Regions from separate parts of the Rattus norvegicus genome. Here region 2 is linked to region 1. The links are chromatin contacts, called in public Hi-C maps. All regions are on one chromosome and are shown on one strand. The core of a region is the stretch at or near the end of the contact, and the rest is flanking DNA. Distances in the headings are between cores, read along the strand shown.

Evidence for each region. A called contact is a pair of places that touch in the nucleus more often than the background predicts.
Region 2: a contact with region 1 is called in a Hi-C map of hepatocytes, with 2.7 times the contacts expected there. The contact joins the promoter of Seh1l here to the promoter of Psmg2 in region 1. A contact is called at or near these places in 11 of 12 Hi-C or Micro-C datasets (the A7r5 cell line, the Rat2 cell line, Schwann cells and 7 more) and 1 of 1 datasets of contacts at active chromatin or transcription factors (oligodendrocytes).

What each region holds. Positions count from the first base shown.
Region 1 is chr18:63,476,309-63,480,273 of GRCr8, reverse strand. Psmg2 (proteasome assembly chaperone 2) reads right to left here and starts at 1,654. Exons shown (of 7, transcript NM_001106138.2): 1 at 1,528-1,654. The coding sequence starts at 1,584. Cep76 (centrosomal protein 76) reads left to right here and starts at 1,916. Exons shown (of 12, transcript NM_001100514.1): 1 at 1,916-2,139; 2 at 3,141-3,296. The coding sequence starts at 2,077.
Region 2 is chr18:63,615,229-63,618,986 of GRCr8, reverse strand. It overlaps Seh1l (SEH1-like nucleoporin), which reads right to left and starts at 2,112. Exons shown (of 9, transcript NM_001394994.1): 1 at 1,872-2,112. The coding sequence starts at 1,982.

The sequences.
Region 1 (3,965 bases), core at 405-2,904:
CCATCTCACCAGCCCCAAAAGTGTACTTTTGATACCACATAGTACCCTCACTTCTCAGGAGCCCACAGAGCTAAAAGTCTCCTAACGGTTGTCCACTACGGTGTAAAAATAAACTACCTCTGAATTAATACGCAAACGTTCATGCTCTACCTCTGTGGTTCTCAACCTTTCTAACACAATTCCTCATGCTGTGGTGACTCCCAACCATAAAACTATTTTTGTTCCTATTTCGTTACGGTAATTTCGCTCCTGTTAGGAATGGTAATGTAAATATCTGATATTTCCAATGGTCTTAGGTCACCTGCGATGGGGTCATGACCCACAGGTTGAGAACCACTGCTCCACCCCTCCTCTCCACTCATTTGACCTCTCCGAGAGGAGTTTTTTCGCCACTGCGCTAGTAACTGCTTAACTACCTGACCAACTATGTGTTGGCATTCCCAGATGAACACTTTAGACTTTACTTGCTTGAAACCTGAATAGGAGATACCCCTCTCCCCTTTACTTTAAACACATTCTCCTCTGCTGCCTTGTAGATCACAAGGCTTCAAGCCTATTCTCACCACACATCATTCTAAATTTGTGGTACTCCAGGAATATGTGCCTCTGATTTTAGATGTCCATTTTTCAGAAGGGTATCCTAAGCCCATCTTTTTCCTAAAAGATCAAAAGCCCTTGTGTTTCTCCCGTTGACTTTTTAAAATTTAAAAACATTTTAAAATACTGTGTCTGTAAGTACACGCAGTACTTACAGACGTGGGTTCAGATATTCTCTTTGGCCAGAATGGGTGTCAGGGACCCTGGACCTGGAGTTATAAGCCATTCATTGTGAGTATGTAAGAATTCTATCCTCTGTAAGCCACACAGGCTCTAATTACGGAGCCATTTCTTTAGCCCCCTCCCCTCAAGCTTTGTTGTTCTTGTTGATTTGTTTATTTCTTGCGGGGATAGGTGTCTTTCAGGCTGGGGCTTCCTGCCTCACGATTGGAATGCTGGGAATACAATCTTGGTCAAACCACTCCCACCCAGACTTCCGCAGGTCGGTAATCTCAGGTCGTTCTCTTTTTCAAACTTCTGTCTTATTTAATGCTCTTAGTATATGCACGTGTTTCTAGCTATATTGTAAACCTTGATGACTAAACAAGGACAATTCTACTACTGCCTTTTAGACAACGATCTGCTCTCTAATGCAATTGATTGCCTAGATCAACACGGACCCAAACTACATAAAAACACTTCAACGGATAAAACTTAGGGATTCCCCCGGTGCCACTTATGTGCAATGTATCTGCAATGTACAAACGTTACAGTTGCCAGGCAACGAAGGCTTCAGCTAGCAGGCAGGCCTTGATAGAGCGGACAAATGTGCTAATTTGGACCGCCGCCTCTAAGGATAACCAACTTGTTTGTTGGTTTGTTTTTTTCAGGCTTAAAGCCTGAAGCAGAAACACGTGCCCGGCTCTCCTAAGGCCAGGTGGCGCTTCCCGGGTCGGGGTGGCGACAGCGCCAACTCAAGTGGAGACTCACCATCAGGAGTGTGAAGTTCTTTAGGTCGGGGACCGACTCCCCGCAGGGAACGAACATGACTGCAGTGGGCGTAAGAGAAGCTGGAGCGCTGTCCGGGACAGCTAGGATACCTATCCTTAGGATAGAAGGCGGAACTCGCGATCCGCCCGGGTCCTTCGGGTCCTTCGGGTCCTGTAGGCGTCCGACGCACTGCCTGCGCTCAGTGCTGAACGAGGCTCGAACGCTCGGCAGGCGGCGTTCCCCGGGGTCGTAGGTCGAGGCCCTGCGACAGAGGACGTGGGAACCGCGCGTGCGGGACCCGCGAGGAGGCGGCGCGTTGGACCGCGTCGATCAGGCAGCTGGCAGGCCAGCCCCGGCGACTGTCAGTCCGCCCGGTTTGAAGACAGTTAGTTGTGGCGCCGCGGCTGCAGGGTTCCCGCCCTGCCAGGTCTGACGCGGCCGCGGCGCTTTGTGCTACGCCCGCCACCGATGCTGCGCGGCCGGGACGACGGGCTCCGTGGCTGCACCGTGTGAGACGGAGAGTAGCGGCCGGGAGGCGCCAGTGCCGGCATGTCGCTGCCTCCGGAGAAAGCCTCTGAGCTGAAGCAGCTCATCCACCAGCAGCTGAGCAAGGTGAGGAGCTCGGGCGGACGGGACCGGAGCCAGGGCTGTGGAGCGGGCGCCGGCGGGCAAGCTTCGGTTGGGCGTGTGACCCGAGGGAGCGCTGAAGGCTCTTTAGCTAGAGTGGAGGAGAGCCGCTGTAAACCGGAGGCGGTCCGGGCGCTTTCCAGATGTTCATGTACAAGTAGTCCGAGGCCAGATGTTTAGGGTTTCTTTACGCCTGGAAGCCCGATCGCAGTAAGTTATGGGAGACAGGGCGCTCCAATGACTGACAAGGAACGCGTTTACCCGGCTCGGGGCTTTCAGGAGAACCGCGACTTCCCAGCAGCAGCGCCCGACTGCTGGCCGTAAGCTGAAGTAATAAAGCTTCTTTATGGTGTGTTGGTGCGCCGGTGTTTGCGTCTCTAGCGTCTTTTGGCGAATCCTCAAAACAATCTCGCTTTTCCATCGGATGGGCAAGGAGATAGACGGACAAATTAGAGTTGCAAGTTGAATAAGTGAGAAGGCTGAAATAACTCGCTCTTTGTTCTGCCTCCTTCTAGGTCTGTGTTCTTTTGATTGTCCTCCACTCCCTCTCTTAAGAATTGTTTTCATTGAATCATTTGCGGGCAACCAGCAATAAAGGTTGATAACCAACCAGTTCAGATTGTTTCTAGTATGTTGCTCAAAACTTCCACCACTTAAAAAGCTCAATTTTATTGGCATTGGGCACTTGCCATTAGTTTCAGAAGCCTAAAATCTACAAGTGGCGTTTAACTGCTTTATAATGTTGTAAATTGTTTTTGTGCGGTTTTTTTTTGTTGTTGTTGTTGTTGGGTTTTTTGTTTTGTTTTGTTTTTTGAGACAGGGTTTCTTTGTGTAGTTTTTCTGGCTGTCCTGGAACTCTATAGACCAGGTTGGCCTGGAACTCCAGAGATCCACCTGTCTCTGCCTCCCGGGTGCTAGAAATAAAGGCATGCACCATCACCACCAGGTATAATTTTGTAAATTGTAATGTGGGGTTTTCTCCACAGATGGATGTCCATGGCAGAATAAGAGAAATTCTTGCCGAGACTATACGAGAAGAATTAGCACCTGACCAACAACATTTATCAACAGAAGATCTGATCAAAGCTCTCAGACGTCGAGGAATCATTGATGATGTAATGAAAGAGCTTAATTTTGTGACTGTGAGTAATTTCCTAGGTTAAACAAATTGAAAGTGTAAAATATTTGCCTCTGTCTAACAATTTACAGGGTCCACACTTGTGGCTTCTCTTAAAACCACCTTAAGTTCATTCTCTGGTAATAGCCATTTTTCTTAGATTTTTAAGAAGACTTGATGTGTATGGCTGTTTTGGCTACATGCTGGTCTGGTGCCCACAGTGTTCAGGGTGGCCTGTGATCCTCTGGAACTGGAATGAGCCACCATCAAGATATTGGGGGAACTGATCTCAGGTCCTCTGGAAGAGCAAACGAGTGCTCTAAATTGCTGAGTCATCTCTGCCGTCTCCATAATGTTCTGCCCTCTGGTGCTTTTGGTTTTTTTTGAGACAGGTTTTCTCAGTGTAGCTCTGGCTGGCCTGAAACTCATTTTATAGACCAAGGATGGCCTCAAATTCACAGAGATCTCCTGTTGTCTGCCTCCCGAGTGCTGGGACTAAGGCATGTGTCCACAGTCAATGCCTGGCTCCTTTTCTGAGTGTTTAAGTTGGCCCCACCGTGAGTTGGCTAACAGAGATCATAAGATAGGAGTTGTTGGACAGTATTTCTCTGACGTGACAGAAACTTCTGTCAGATGTGTCAGATTCCTTCGATCTCTAATTTATTTAGGTTAGGTCTGTTTTAAAACAGATACA
Region 2 (3,758 bases), core at 863-3,362, 140 kb before region 1:
GATTTATTATATGTAAGTATACTGGAGCTGTCTTCAGACACCAGAAGAGGGTATCAGATCTCATTACAGATGGTTGTGAGCCACCATGTGGTTGCTGGGATTTGAACTCAGGACTTCTAGAAGATCAGTCAGTACTGTTAACCACTGAGCCACCTCTCCAGCCCAGGAACTTTTTCTAAAGAGAAAGTCTATCATTTGCACAGATTTTTTTTTTTTTTTTTTTGGTTCTTTTTTTCGGAGCTGGGGACCGAACCCAGGGCCTTGCGCTTCCAAGGTAAGCGCTCTACCACTGAGCCAAATCCCCAACCCCCAGATTTTTTTTTTTTAAAGGTGTATAAGTAACACAAAGTACTCTAGCCAGGAGTAGTGACCCACACTTGTAAATCCCAGCACTTGGGAGGCAAAGGCAGGTAGACCTCTGTGAGTTCCAGGACAGTCTGTTCTACACAGAGAGTTCCAAGACAGCCTAGGCTGCGACGTAGTGTCGAAAAATGAGAAATATAAGAAAATGTGCTCTGGACAACCTAACTGCCCTTAATCCAAGTACCAACTATCTGGAACTCTTCCACAAGTCCTCCAAGACTGCACCTGACTGCCCTCCTGAAGGCACAGCTCCAGCCCGGCCGCCTGCACTTTTTACTCTTAAGAGCTTTGAGGAACTTTGGATGAGCCACCAACTATTTCCACCTAGTGACCTAGTGAGGGGCTCAAGACAGCTTCTCTGGTTCTCTAAGCAGGCTGCTCAGGCTAAGTAAGTCAGCTGTAGGTCATCTCTCCTAGTGTGATAAAGACCTAATAAAAGGCTTCGAGAGACTTCTTTTCTTGCCTACTTCCAACAGTGTGAACAGAGCAGTCCTGAGGCCAAGCTGGGAAAGCTCAAGGTAGTTTGGTAGCCTTCACTGCTTGTCTTGGTAGTGTATATGCACGTAAGTTTTGCAATGCAGAATTACGTCCTCTCCCAAGATTGCCATATTTATCTTAGTAAATACCATTCCCAAAGACTATAACTTGATGTCTGCTACCTAGATCAGCTGTGCTCGTTGGCCAACCAAGGAACCAGGCGCAGTCCTCCCAACAAGAAGGATCACAATCTGAACTCCCTCTATCGACCTGCAGAGACGCCGGGCAGTGCACATTCACACACGCAGACACAACACTCACACGAATAAGTCTTTAAAATTGTGGGGTTAGGGCAATGGAGTCGTTCCTGGTGGCTCCCATCTTTAATCATATCACTCTCGGCAGAGGCAGGCAGATCATCAGGGCTACAGAACTGAGACTCTGTTTCCAAAAAAGTACATCGGAGCATATTCAACGGACACTTGTGATAACCACCTTCAGAGGCCACTTGAACACGAACAAGAATTAAAAGCTGGTGTTCAGCTATTCTGGCGTCGTGAAGGAGTTCATACTCGTAACCCCAGCATGGCTGAAACTGAGACTGGAGGGCTACTGCCAGGTCTAGAAAACGTGTGTGTGTAACTGGCATGTAATAATAATAATATCCCTTCAAGGAATCCCATGCGTCCTGGGCAAAGGAATACAGGCGAGGCCCACTGAAATGAGACACACATCCCCACGAGAAGGCCAAACGCGTTAGACTACAGCCGCGACCCACTCCGCAGACCCAGCGTGCGCGTGCGCTCAGTGCCCCGAGGCAGAGAGCCGCCCCGCGCAGGCGCGGTAGGAAAACGCCCCGAGCGCGGGCGGCCGTGACCCCACAATCCGCCGACGGGGAGGGCTCTCGCCGCTTCCGGCGTGGCGGCGTCCGCGGCTTTGTGTCTCGCACGCCTCGGTCAGAGTTAGTCCCTTCTGTGCCGCCTCCCTCCCCTCTGTGCCCGGCCCTGGGTAGTCGAGCTTGCCGCGCGCACCTTGACGCTCTGGTCGCTGGAACAGGTGGCCATCCGGCGCCCGTGGAAGTCGAAAGACACATCGTGGATGAGGTCCTTGTGGTCCGCCGCGATGCTGCGCGCCACAAACATGGCCGCCGCCGTCTGCCCGGGCCCGCCTCCGAGAGGGCGGCGGTGCGGCCCGCAGCCCCCGGACCGCGGCAGAGGCACGTACGGTACGTCGGCCCTCGCCTGCTCGCGTCGCTCCGGCGCGCCACGCCCCGAGGGACACGCCCTGCGCAGGCGGAGCCTGTGTCCAAACCTTGTTCCAGCCACGGACGGAGCCTGCAGACGCAGGAGGATGGAAAAATGAAAGCGCCTTCCGGGGTCAGCCTAGGGGGTGTGTGCCTCCGTAAACACGTGATCGGTACACATAGCGAGTAGAGATGTCCCGCTGCAGATTTGAATGGAAGGCTCATCTGTTTAACCAGAGCTTCTTAGGAATGATGGCGATGCCCAGAGTTGTCGCTTAGGGAGTCAAGCTCGTCGAGCACAAAGTCTTCCAGAAGGAAGAAATTGAGATGAGGAGTGGAGGACCTGAAGCAGCGGTCAGTGCTGAAAGATGGCACAAGTACAACAGATTCGAGGGTCAGCAAAACCAGAATGAGGAAAAAGAAGTTCTAGAAAGTCACCCGGGGTGATGGCAAGACCCAAAATGATGCCCAATATTTACTTTGATGGAGCCAGTCTTTAATGGAGAAGTAAGTGAAATAAAAATAGCAAAGAGAAACCTATGAAGGGAAGTGCTCAAGTCAGGAGATTCAGTCAAATTCAGGAAGTGGTGGAACATTCCTTCAACGAGGGTTTTAGGTGAGAGGTTGTTTAACGCCCATGGGATCAAACTCCCGACTTTGGCTCCATGCACGCGGTGCACATATAGGTGAAACATGCATACACCTAAAAATAAAGATGTTTAAGAATAGGAATCGCGGGCTGGAGAGATGGCTCAGAGGTTAAGAGCACTGTCTGCTCTTCCAGAGGTCCTAAGTTCAATTCCCAGCAACCACATGGTGGCTCACAACCATCTATAATCAGGTCTGGTGCCCTCTTCTGGCCTGCAGGCATACATGCAGGCAGAAAGCTGATGTATACATAATAAATAAATGTTTAAAAAAAAAAAAGAATAGGAATCGCTTTAAAAAGCAGACTCTAAAGGATCTCAAAATCGCACTTGTTCCTGATGGATTTGTACAGAAACCCGCAGAGACCGATAGTGAAATGATCTTACCAGTCTTGAGTTTTCCTTACTCTTCTTTAAATTAATAAGATTTAAGGCATGGCTTGAATGCATCACCACCTTTAGTTCCAGCTCCAGAGAATCTGAAACATCTGGATTCCTTGAGGATCTGCACTCTCCTGCACACAACGGATACACACACGAAGAGACATAAATTCTTTAAAAAATCCTTTTTTAGATTATATTCCTATTTTAGAGGTAGACCCCCAAGTCCTCTAACCATTGGATCTAACCATTCATTTCCAGAGACATTAATTTCCAGAAACAAAACACACTATATAAAAGTACAATTAAAGGGGTTGGGGATTTAGCTCAGTGGTAGAGCGCTTGCCTAGGAAGCGCAAGGCCCTGGGTTCGGTCCCCAGCTCCGAAAAAAAAAGAACCAAAAAAAAAAAAAGTACAATTAAATCTATACTTTCAAAAATAAACATTTAAGAAAGCTAGGTTTATAATTTTTTAAAGATTAGTTTATTTTAAGAGTGGATTTCCTGCATGTTTGTAGCATAGCATGTGTATGCAGTACCGGTAGAGGCTAGAAGAGAAGGTTGAATCTTCTAGAACCAGAGTTATACACATGGTCATGAGCTGCCTGGTGGGTGGTGGGTGCTGGGAGCTGAACCCAGGTCCTCTGC